Regions from separate parts of the Mus musculus genome. Here region 1 is linked to region 2. The links are chromatin contacts, called in public ChIA-PET maps. All regions are on one chromosome and are shown on one strand. The core of a region is the stretch at or near the end of the contact, and the rest is flanking DNA. Distances in the headings are between cores, read along the strand shown.

Region 1 (4,648 bases), core at 2,028-4,527, 86 kb before region 2:
AGAGGGATAACATAGCCCTTCAAAGACATGAATGGATTTGTGGACCCTGCCGTCCTTGAAACCACAGTATCTGAAATTCCAGATGTCTGTGAGCTTCTTAGAGTGATCAGGCCCGTGTCCCCCAGAACCCACAAAGCAGCTTCCCCCTCCAACAAGGTCAGAAAGTTGCCTTCCTTCTGTTTTGCAGCTGACCTCCAAAACCAGCAGCGCTTCCTACTCAGGCCTTTGCATAGAGACACCAGAGCCTCCCTGTGCCTGCGTTCTTTCATTGGGTGAGGGTCGAGACAGAGTCACTACAGCTCAGACTGGCCTTCAGCTTACTAAGGAGCTAAGGCTGGTCTGAAGCCCCTATCCCCTTGCCTCTGCCGACCAGATGCTGAGATTATAATCGTGTGTCTCTACACTGGATTTTTTTTTTCTTTTCCTTTTTAGTTAAATTTGTTCACTTTTGTGGTGCTAGGGATGAGCCTAGGGCCTTCTACATGTCAAGCCAGCACTCTACCCTGGACCCATAGCTCCAGATGTGTGACTGTTTTTTCTCTGATTCCAGACTGGGGTCCCCTGAGAAGTAATGAGTCCCAAGTTCATCTTGGTCTCCTTTGTGAAGCCTAATGCTGAATTCTGTATCCGGCAGCCCATTCCACAGGAGAGTCCCTTCATGAGCACCCCACTCAGCATCTCTAATCACTCTATTTTGTCTTTAGTTTTTTGAGACAAGGATTCCCTGTGTCAGCCCTGGGTGTCCTGGAATTTGCTCTGTAGACCAAGCTGGTCTCCAGCTCAGAAATCTGCCTGTTTCTGCCTCCGGAGTGTTGGGATTAGAGGCATATGCTGCCACCATCCTGCCAGTCACCTTTTTAATTAAAAAAAAAAAAAAACAAACTAAATTTTATCCTTTGAAATATTTTATTGAATTTTACGTGTATGAGTGGTCTTCCTGCATGTATGCTCATGTCTGGTGTGCTGATCAGAACAGGGCATTGGGTCTCCCTGGAATTCGAGTTAAACAGAACTGTGTGTTAAGAGTTGAACCTTAGCTGGGCGTGGTGGCGCACACCTTCGATCCCAGCACTTGGGAGGCAGAGGCAGGCATATTTCTGAGTTCGAGGTCATCCTGGTCTACAGAGTAAGTTCCAGGACAGCCAGGGCTACACAGAGAAACCCTGTCTCGAAAAACAAAAAACAAAAAACAAAAACAAAAAACAAAAACAAAAAACCCCAAACAAACAAAAACAAAAACTAAAGAACAAAACAAACAAAAAAGAGTTGAACCTTAACTTACTCCAGTAGAACAGCCAGTGCTATTTATTTATTTATTTATTTATTTATTTATTTATTTATTTATTTATTTATTTATTTATTTATTTATTTATATTTAGATGAGTACACTGTAGCTGTCTTCAGTCACACACCCCAGAAGAGGGCATCAGATCCCATTACAGATGGTTGTGAGCCACCATGTGGTTGCTGGGAATTGAACTCAAAACACCTGGAAGAACAGTCAGTGCTCTTAACCAGCTGCGCTATCTCACCTGCCCTTCTCATCACCCTCTCCAGGACACAGGCTGCAGCCTTTTGGATTTGGGGTGGGGGTGGGGGTGCATTGTTCTGGTGCCAGGCCAACCAGATGATCCCGGTGCTGGAAGGTCAGAGTGGCTCATAGCAGTCGGAGCTGACTCTGGACTAGTTTCACCTGAGTTGTCTCCTTTGCTGCGGTCTCAGTGGCTCTTCCAGGTGGGGTACAGGTCAAGGCACAGGGCAGCTGCTTCTCCTGCCAATTAACATAATTGGCAAATGAGCCGGGCTTGGACTCTAACTCAAGTCTCTGGGGAGCCACTGAGCCACACCTCTGCCTGGAACCAACTTGGGGCAGGACTGGGTGCTTTGGAGTCTTTTTTCCCTGCTCTGTGCAAAGGTCAAAGGTCAGAGGTCATTTGTTTAACTTTCCCCAGACATGACTGTATTGTTAAGGCTAGAGTGTTTGGGAACTAACTCTCTGCATGTCTGCCTGCCTGCCTGCCTGTCTGTCTGTCTGTCTGTCTGTCTGTCTGTCTCTCTAATAGAAATAAAGCCCCAAACAAAACAAAACAGAAAAGTAGTTAAGATTCTAGAAGTCGAGCCGGGCATGGTGGTGCACGCCTTTAATCCCAGCATTTGGGAGGCAAAAACAGGAGGATTTCTGAGTTCGAGGCCAGCCTGGTCTACAAAGTGAATTCCAGGACAGCCAGGGCTACACAGAGAAACCCTGTCTCAAAAAAAAAAAAAAGTCTTGGTGGCCTTGTTCCTATTACACTTGAATTCAGCAGTGACACATTAGGAATTGGGGTTAAAAGGAGCTCCACGGAGGCTCAACACAGCGCCCGCCCGCAGAACCCACCACTGATTCAGGCTAAGGGCGACAGGCTCTACTTCGCCTCTGCTCGCCTTTATCTGGGGAGGATTTGGGGTGGTGGGAAGGCGGGGGAAGTTGGAGGCAGGGCTGGCCCAAGGTGGGCAGAAGAGATAGGGAAGTGGGGAGGGGGCCGGCCCTCTGGGGAGGGGCGGAGAAGGGAAGGACAACCCAGAACCTGCACAGTGGGAGGCCTCACAGGCCTGGCCCTGCTTGTGGTTGCAGAGCTTCTGGTGCCTTCCATCCTTGCCAGGCAAGATACAGCACCTTTAATTAGCACGCTGTAACCTCTACCGATTCATCACCGGCTCAGTTTAATTAGCCGCAGGAGGCGCCCCTGCCCCCAGTTCTTGGCTGAGCAGCTGCCTCTCTCACTCACAGAGGTGGCCACCACCTCAAAGTGTCCCCTGTCACCCTCCCATACTTATTTCCCTCCCCAGAATGTGGGGTGGACACAGCCAGCTGCCTGGCTGAAACCTCAAGGAGACGGTGGAGCTGCGACCTTTGTACCCATGATGCTCAGCTTCCTTCTCGGCCCCCTCCCAGGTCAGGTTGAGTTGGGTTGGACCAGCTCGGGTAACCTCCAGTTGAATGGGACTGAAGCCGAGCTGTCCCACTGTAAGAGACTGCTTTCCCCTTTGGAAGCTACTAGCGCGCACGCACGGGGGTGGGGTGGGGGTGTGTGTGTCCCTGTCTCGATTGCTCCTGTGCAGAGACAGGCCCTGCATTTTGCTGCTTCCCCACATTTTTTCCTCTTCCTCTTTCTCCTCCCCATGGCTGAGAAGCTGAGACCCGGAGAGGGGCCAGGACTCCACTCTAGATCTTGGGGCTTTGCTGGGAGACCTGAAGTGGACGAAGAGACAGGGCGTGGCAAGGTGGAGCTGGGGAGGATGGGCCTCCAGGAAGCAGGGGACTGGTAGGCATGAGGCCTTGGTGTCAGGCCAGGGGCAGCTCCATACAAGGGTTACGTTATCTGCTCTTGGACAGTAATGATGTATAACAGCCGAATTCAGACAGTACCCCCACTTACCCCCACCAAGTTTTTCTCCTTGAAGATGGCTTCTAGAATGTTTCTTTTCATTTCCTTTTTCTTCAGTGTGGGGATGGAATGGTGGGCATACCCTTGCTTCTCAGGGACTTCTCACCGAGCCACGGCCCCAGACTGGGATCCGGTTCTCTTCTTCTAGGCTACTCTAGGCAGTGCTAGTTTTTTGTTCGGAATCAGGTCCGTTCTCTCCATCTTCACCATGGCTGGCCCTGCCTTCTCTGTAGTCTAGGTTGGTTTTGAACTCCCTAGGTAGCAAAGAGTGAACTTGGACTTCTGATCCTACTGCCTCCTATGAACTCATTCAGTGCTGGGGGCTCTTTTTTATGTGACAGGCAAGGGCTCTTCCAACTGAGCCACACCAGCACTGGTTTTGTTTGGTTTTATTTATTTAGAGAGGGTCTCACTAGGGTAGCCTCTAACTCTGTCCTCCTGGGTACTGAGATTATGGGAATGCACTATCATGCCCCTCACTAAAGGCAGGGTCTCACTGTGCAGCCCTTTGCAGGCCTGGAACTTGCTATGAAGACTATGAAGGCCTCGAACTCACAGAGATCTGTCTCCCCCTCCCTCCTGAGTGCTGACACTAAAGTTATATGCCACCATGCCCGGCTCTGGGTCTTTCTTTCTTTCTTTCTTTCTTTCTTTCTTTTTTTTTTTAAGATTTGTTTTTACTACTTTTGATTATGTGTCCACATGTCTGTAGGTGTGTGCATATGAACACAGGTGCCCACAAAGTCGAGGAACTGAATCTGCGTGGAGCCGGAGTTACAGATGGTTGCAAGTCACCTGATGTGGGTTCTAGAATTTGAACTCAGGTCCTCTGGAAGAGCAGTGCCTGATCTTAACCCCTGAGCCACCTCTCAGATCCTGTCCTGTTGCTATGACAGGAGTTTGTGATGCCGTGGAGCTCGGGCTAGCTGCAAACTTGCTATGGAAGTTGGCTCTGAAGTTGCAATCCCCCTGTCTCAGCCTCCAAAGGATTGTAGGCATTAACCACAGAGCCCGGGCAGCAGAGTCATAACCATAGCATCACTCATCAGGACCTTTGGGCCTCCAGGTGACACTTGCCAGGAAACCTTGGACAAGTGACTTCTCTATACTCCTGCCAGTCCCTCACCAAATATACGCCAAGAGCTCGGCTTTATTTTAGAGTAAACAGAGTCGGCGTAAGTCACTCACTCTAGGCTACACAGCTGATGCAGAATGTGAAC
Region 2 (4,863 bases), core at 252-2,751:
GAGGCGGAAACTGTAGTGAGGAGAACTGTCATTCTTGGAGCCTGGCCTGTGTTAGGTGCTTGAACACACCCTAGCATTAATCTTCAGAACCTGGTGGGGTCAACTCCTAGAAAAGCCCTTTGTTAAAGAGAAGCCAGTGGAAATTTGCAGAGCCTGAAGTCACTAGCCAGTCTGCCTGAGCGGGCACAGTGAGTGAGTCCCAGCAATGATTATATATAGTACCTTTCACATGCCAGGTTGAGCCCATGTGCATGCTGTCCCCTCTGGGATGTCTACCGCACCCTACCGCAGGGCTGAGACACTGAGGTACAGACATTCAAGAAGCCAGTCACAAGAGGGTCAGGCCTTGGCCTGTGGGCCAAAGAGGGCCTGGTCATGTGTACCACACCATGACATATTGAGGCATTGCAGAACCTTCCAGCTGACTTACCTGGGAGATTATTAGCACCCCAACACTAGGGCTAGCCTCCAGCCCTGGACAGACTGGCTAGTGGGTTCATAACAAATTGAGGGAACTGGTAGGTAGTTGGGGGATATGGTCCCGAATATGCAGCCAACCCCTCTCCTAGCCACGGTGACCCCAGCACCCTCCTGCCCAGACAGCCCTAGGGAAGGGACAGATCCATAAACATGAGGCTCCCCAAGGGCTCAGGAGGGGCACTGGGCGCTGGACAAGTCCTCAATATTATGGCTTTATTGTCATTTAAATGGAGCCTGCCTCAAACAGGCCACCCAGTTCTAGCCACCAGCGCCGGACAAAACCTCCATTGAAAAGCCAATTACAATCACTCCATCTAAATTGTCATGGATTTGTATAGAAAATTACATCTCCATTTAGTTCTGAAGCAACGTCCTGGACGTGGACAGAGGGGAGGCTGGCCCATTTACCTCGCCAGCGCAGCGCGGGTGCCGCAGGCAGGCAGAGAGAAAGCCCAAGCTGCCGGTCTTGGCTAGCCCAAGAACAAAGGCCAGTTTGTGGGGGCCCAAAGAAGAGCTGGGCCTCTGAGGGCGTCTCAGATTCCAGGCCTGGGCCGATGGACCCTGCACTGCCAGCTGGTCTCCCCTGCTGGCAGCTCTGGCCAGACAAGCTTCTGACAGCCGGCTTTAGGCGGCCGTCAGCCCTGCCACTATCCAAGGGGCCTGGAGCTTGGCTCCTGTCCACACTGCCAGGAAATGAAGGAGGTTAGCCTGGGGATCACTGGCCTGGTATCTTGAGAGTTTGGGTCATTCATTCATTCATTCATTCATCCATCACCATTGCTAAAGGGGCTTCTGGAAGTATGAAAAGCACAGTAACACAGAAATTAGCTCCAGCCTCAGGGTGTCCTGGGTTCCAGTCCAGGGTCTGTCCTTACTAGGCTCTTCCTGAGCATGTTCTCTGTGCCACAGAACAGAACATGGCTGAAGCCAACAAAATGCTGTGTCTCCTTTGTCCCTTAAAGTGAAAGGGAGATGACCCAGACTCTGAGGAAGTGAGCAGGGACTGCCTGAGTTTGTGGAAGAGTCACGTGACTAGACAGTGCTAAAGGAATAAGCCAGAAGGCACCCCAGGCTGAGGAAGCAGTATGTGTGTGGAAGGTGCCCCTATGGGCTGCCTTGGCTTACACATCTGTAATGTGTGCACAATGATGGTATGATTCCAGCTGTTCTGACGAGGGTTAGCCCAAGGCCCTGCCCAGGCAGACACTCATGCTCGCTTTCGGTGCGTGTGTATGAAGCAAAGGGTTCTGGTTCTATGCACCGTGGGTGTGACTGCATTTAATTATATGAGACTGTCCTGTGACTCCGTATGGTCATGGGTTGGTGTATGGAACTGTGCGTGTATTCCTTTGTTGACGGTCACTCGCCTTTCCTGTGGTCTTGCCCACACACAGTGCTCTCAGACTGGCTCTTTGTGGCTATGTGCCATGGCCTAAACATGCCTGTCTGAGTCCAGTGGGACTCCTGGCTGGGATGGCTGGCGGTACAGGTGGGTGCAGTAGGTGAGAGGGCAGAGGCCCCATCCTCCACAACCCAGTCCTACCAGGTGGACTGGCCGAGGCAGAAGCAGCCCCACCAGGGACTGCTCTGTGTACAGAAAACAAGTTCTTCTGGTATCAGCTCAAGTTTGGCAGGAAGTGGCTTTTGGGTGGCAGGAAATTGGATTCAGCTCATATCAGCGCCAGCTGAGGAGCAGGAGAACAGTTATCTAGGGTTAAACAGAGTTACCAAGAAGAGGGGCCCCCACCTCTCCATACCCGATAGTGCAGAGGGATAGGGATGGTGAAGGGTTGGAAAGAAGAGCGGTGCCCAGTCAGGTTCTACTGTGTCTTTGTTTGTTTGTTTGTTTTTCGAGACAGGGTTTCTCTGTATAGCCCTGCCTGACCTGGAACTCACTCTGTAGACCATGTAGACCAGGCTGGCCTTGAACTCAGAAATCCGCCTGCCTCTGCCTCCCAAGGGCTGGGATTAAAGGCGTGAGCCACCACACCCAGCTTCTACTGTATCTTAAGACCCAGACAGCCCCTTATCCACCTCTTACTACCCCTTCATAAATACAGACCATAATAAGCAGACTTGTCCAAGGTCACCAAAGCATGGAGCTCGGAGTTGCCTAAAGAGTTAAAAAACAAAAAACAAACAAACAAACAAAAAAAAAACCAGCCTGGGCCTGGTGGCACATGCCTTTAATCCCAGCACTCAGGAGGCAGAGGCAGGCAGATTTCTGAGTTCGAGGTCAGCCTGGTCTACAAAGTGAGTTCCAGGACAGCCAGGGCTACACAGAGAAACCCTGTCTTGGGAAAACAAAACAAAACAAAACAAAAACAAAAAACCAAAACCAACTCAAGGAGAAGGTCAGAGAGAAGAGATGCCCCTGGGGCAGAGCTGGTGGTTTAGAGGCAGAGCCCGGAGAATGTCAATGGAGAACTATAGAGTGCCTACACACAGTATGCCTACAGTGCGTAAGGCTAGCCCATGGACATCACAGCTGACCATGAGGTTCTGAACCCATTCCCCAGATGTGGAGCCAGGAGGGCCCAGAGCAGTTCACTTGTTGAGCCTGGAATCTAGGTCCGCTTCCAAGCACAGGGTTTTCCAGGTCACTTCCTCGTGCCCAGCATCTAGGGAAGCGCAGTGGCTTTCTACACAGCAATGTCCTGTCCCACAGGCTGTTCACCTAGATGCCCTGCTGAGGAGTTGACCCAGTTGTTCAGTGGCAAGCTGGGGTCACACCTGGACAGGCTGGCTGCTTTTACCGTGCAACAGAGTGCTCGGCTCTGGCAGTGCAGACAGAGAAAGTCAGAGCCCTGCCCTTGGATTGGGACTCAGCCACTGGAATGGGCTTATCTAACAGGCCAGTCTGTGTCCCCTGACCCCTACTAGAGCCCCTGGCAAGAGGGCTGCTGGTCCTCTTCTCATCCCCAAAGCAGCACCAGGCTGTTGCCTGACTTGAGATGCTGATTTGAAACCCAGTTTGCATGTCGTTTGCACATTACTCAGTGTGTGTCAGAAGGTACGAACATCTCCCTTTCCGGGAGAGAGAGGGCTGCCTGCCGGAGGCCCCCCTGCCCTCCTCCAGACAGCAAAAATGCCAGCCGGCTAGACGGGGAGCTACGCCCTGGCCTCTGACAGCACCAGCCTGCTGCCTCCTCCCCCATTCCCTCCTCGAGCCAAATTTAGGCTGCTCTGCTTCTGAGAGATGGGGAGAGAGGAGGCAGGAAACCATGAGATGGAGGCTGCTAAGCCAAGGCCCATTCATATAGGGCGGGGCTGCCCCAGGGGTACCCCATCCCTAAAGCCCTGGGCCTGGCCTCCCCTACTGGAATGAGGCCCAGTTGGTTGAGGAACACTGGGTCTGCAGCCTAGGGTGCTGGTTGCCCTTATCCGAGAGAGAGAGAGAGAGAGAGAGAGAGAGAGAGAGAGAGAGAGAAGGGGTCATGGCCAGGGCAGTAGGGAAGGGATCAAATAGCGTCCTCCTGCCCCAGACACTGCCGCCACTGGGTCCTGAGAGCTGGCTCTGCTTATCTGTACTTCCTGCCTCTCCTTGGCATGCCCCCGATTGTGGGGGGTGGGGCCTGTGGGTTCAACCGAGTCTGAGGAGACTGACCTCTTTCCCCAAAGGTTCCATCACCCCATAGGCCAGCTTCCTGCCTTGGTTTGTCTTAGTTTTTCTGTTAAGTGAAGAGGGGATGACTTCCAAGAGGCTGTCTGCGCTGAGACCTGGGGTGTCTGAAGGCTGGACAAAAATTAGGAGCAGCAGCTTCAGGTCTAGAAGCCTCTTGGATTTTTCAGTGACTAGGAGGGGTGGCTTGTAACAACTCTGGAGACAGGACTTGAGTAAGCTGAGCCAGGAAGACAGGAAGATGTGAGCTGGATTGTAGCCACTTCAAATCCATAGTTGGGTTAAGAGATCCCAGTAGCTGGGGCAAGGACCCTGAAGTAGGGCTAAATTGGATTGGAAGGCCAGCAGTAGTTTTCTGCCATCTCTTTCCTCACCTGTAAGATGGGAGAAATAAATTGCCAGGCTGTTGGAAGGTGAAATGTTAGGCACATAGTAGGTGCAACACGATGCCAGTCACCAGTGTGATCTTTTCGACCCCCAGAACAGTTGGGATGTCCCCAGGGTTGTAACAGATGTGGATGTGAAGGGAAGGAAGTCATTGTGGCTCTGTGCCCAACTGGGAGGCATCAGGATGGGTGTTCAAGTTTGCATGGACCCTGGGCAAACGGCCACACCCCGCTGAGCCTTGGGAGAGGAGCCCCGAGGCGCTTCACCACGGAGGGGCTGGGAGGGATTGCAGGAGCCCAAGCTTGGCACAGCGCCTGGCACATAGCGGGCCCTCCCTGAAGGATCCAGTGGTACCGCCCCGCACAAAGGACAGG

Evidence for each region. ChIA-PET counts read pairs in DNA pulled down with a chosen protein or histone mark.
Region 1: a contact with region 2 is called in an SMC1A ChIA-PET map of the G1E-ER4 cell line, with 20 read pairs. The contact joins two enhancer-like sites. A contact is called at or near these places in 2 of 39 promoter capture datasets (Sertoli cells and embryonic stem cells), 8 of 15 datasets of contacts at CTCF or cohesin (CD8 T cells, the G1E-ER4 cell line, the NIH/3T3 cell line and 4 more), 186 of 484 Hi-C or Micro-C datasets (the 63-12 cell line, the AML12 cell line, the AtT-20 cell line and 98 more), 49 of 115 datasets of contacts at active chromatin or transcription factors (the 230-238 cell line, CD4 single positive thymocytes, DN3 thymocytes and 30 more) and 6 of 9 other capture datasets (adipose tissue, embryonic stem cells, embryonic tail and 3 more).

What each region holds. Positions count from the first base shown.
Region 1 is chr2:153,581,715-153,586,362 of GRCm38.p6, reverse strand. No RefSeq gene overlaps it. Among named protein-coding and RNA genes, the nearest start is that of Commd7, 49 kb to the left of the region's middle. Within about 2 kb of position 3,277, at least 42 of the 459 cell types and tissues checked have an H3K27ac peak or open chromatin away from gene starts, as enhancers often do. A contact at or near this core is called in DN2 thymocytes, the G1E-ER4 cell line, the HPC-5 cell line and 2 more, where this site is marked.
Region 2 is chr2:153,493,224-153,498,086 of GRCm38.p6, reverse strand. The region is part of intron 1 of Nol4l (nucleolar protein 4-like); the gene reads left to right. It also overlaps 4930404H24Rik. Among named protein-coding and RNA genes, the nearest start is that of Nol4l, 34 kb to the left of the region's middle. Within about 2 kb of position 1,501, at least 62 of the 459 cell types and tissues checked have an H3K27ac peak or open chromatin away from gene starts, as enhancers often do. A contact at or near this core is called in DN2 thymocytes, the G1E-ER4 cell line, the HPC-5 cell line and 2 more, where this site is marked.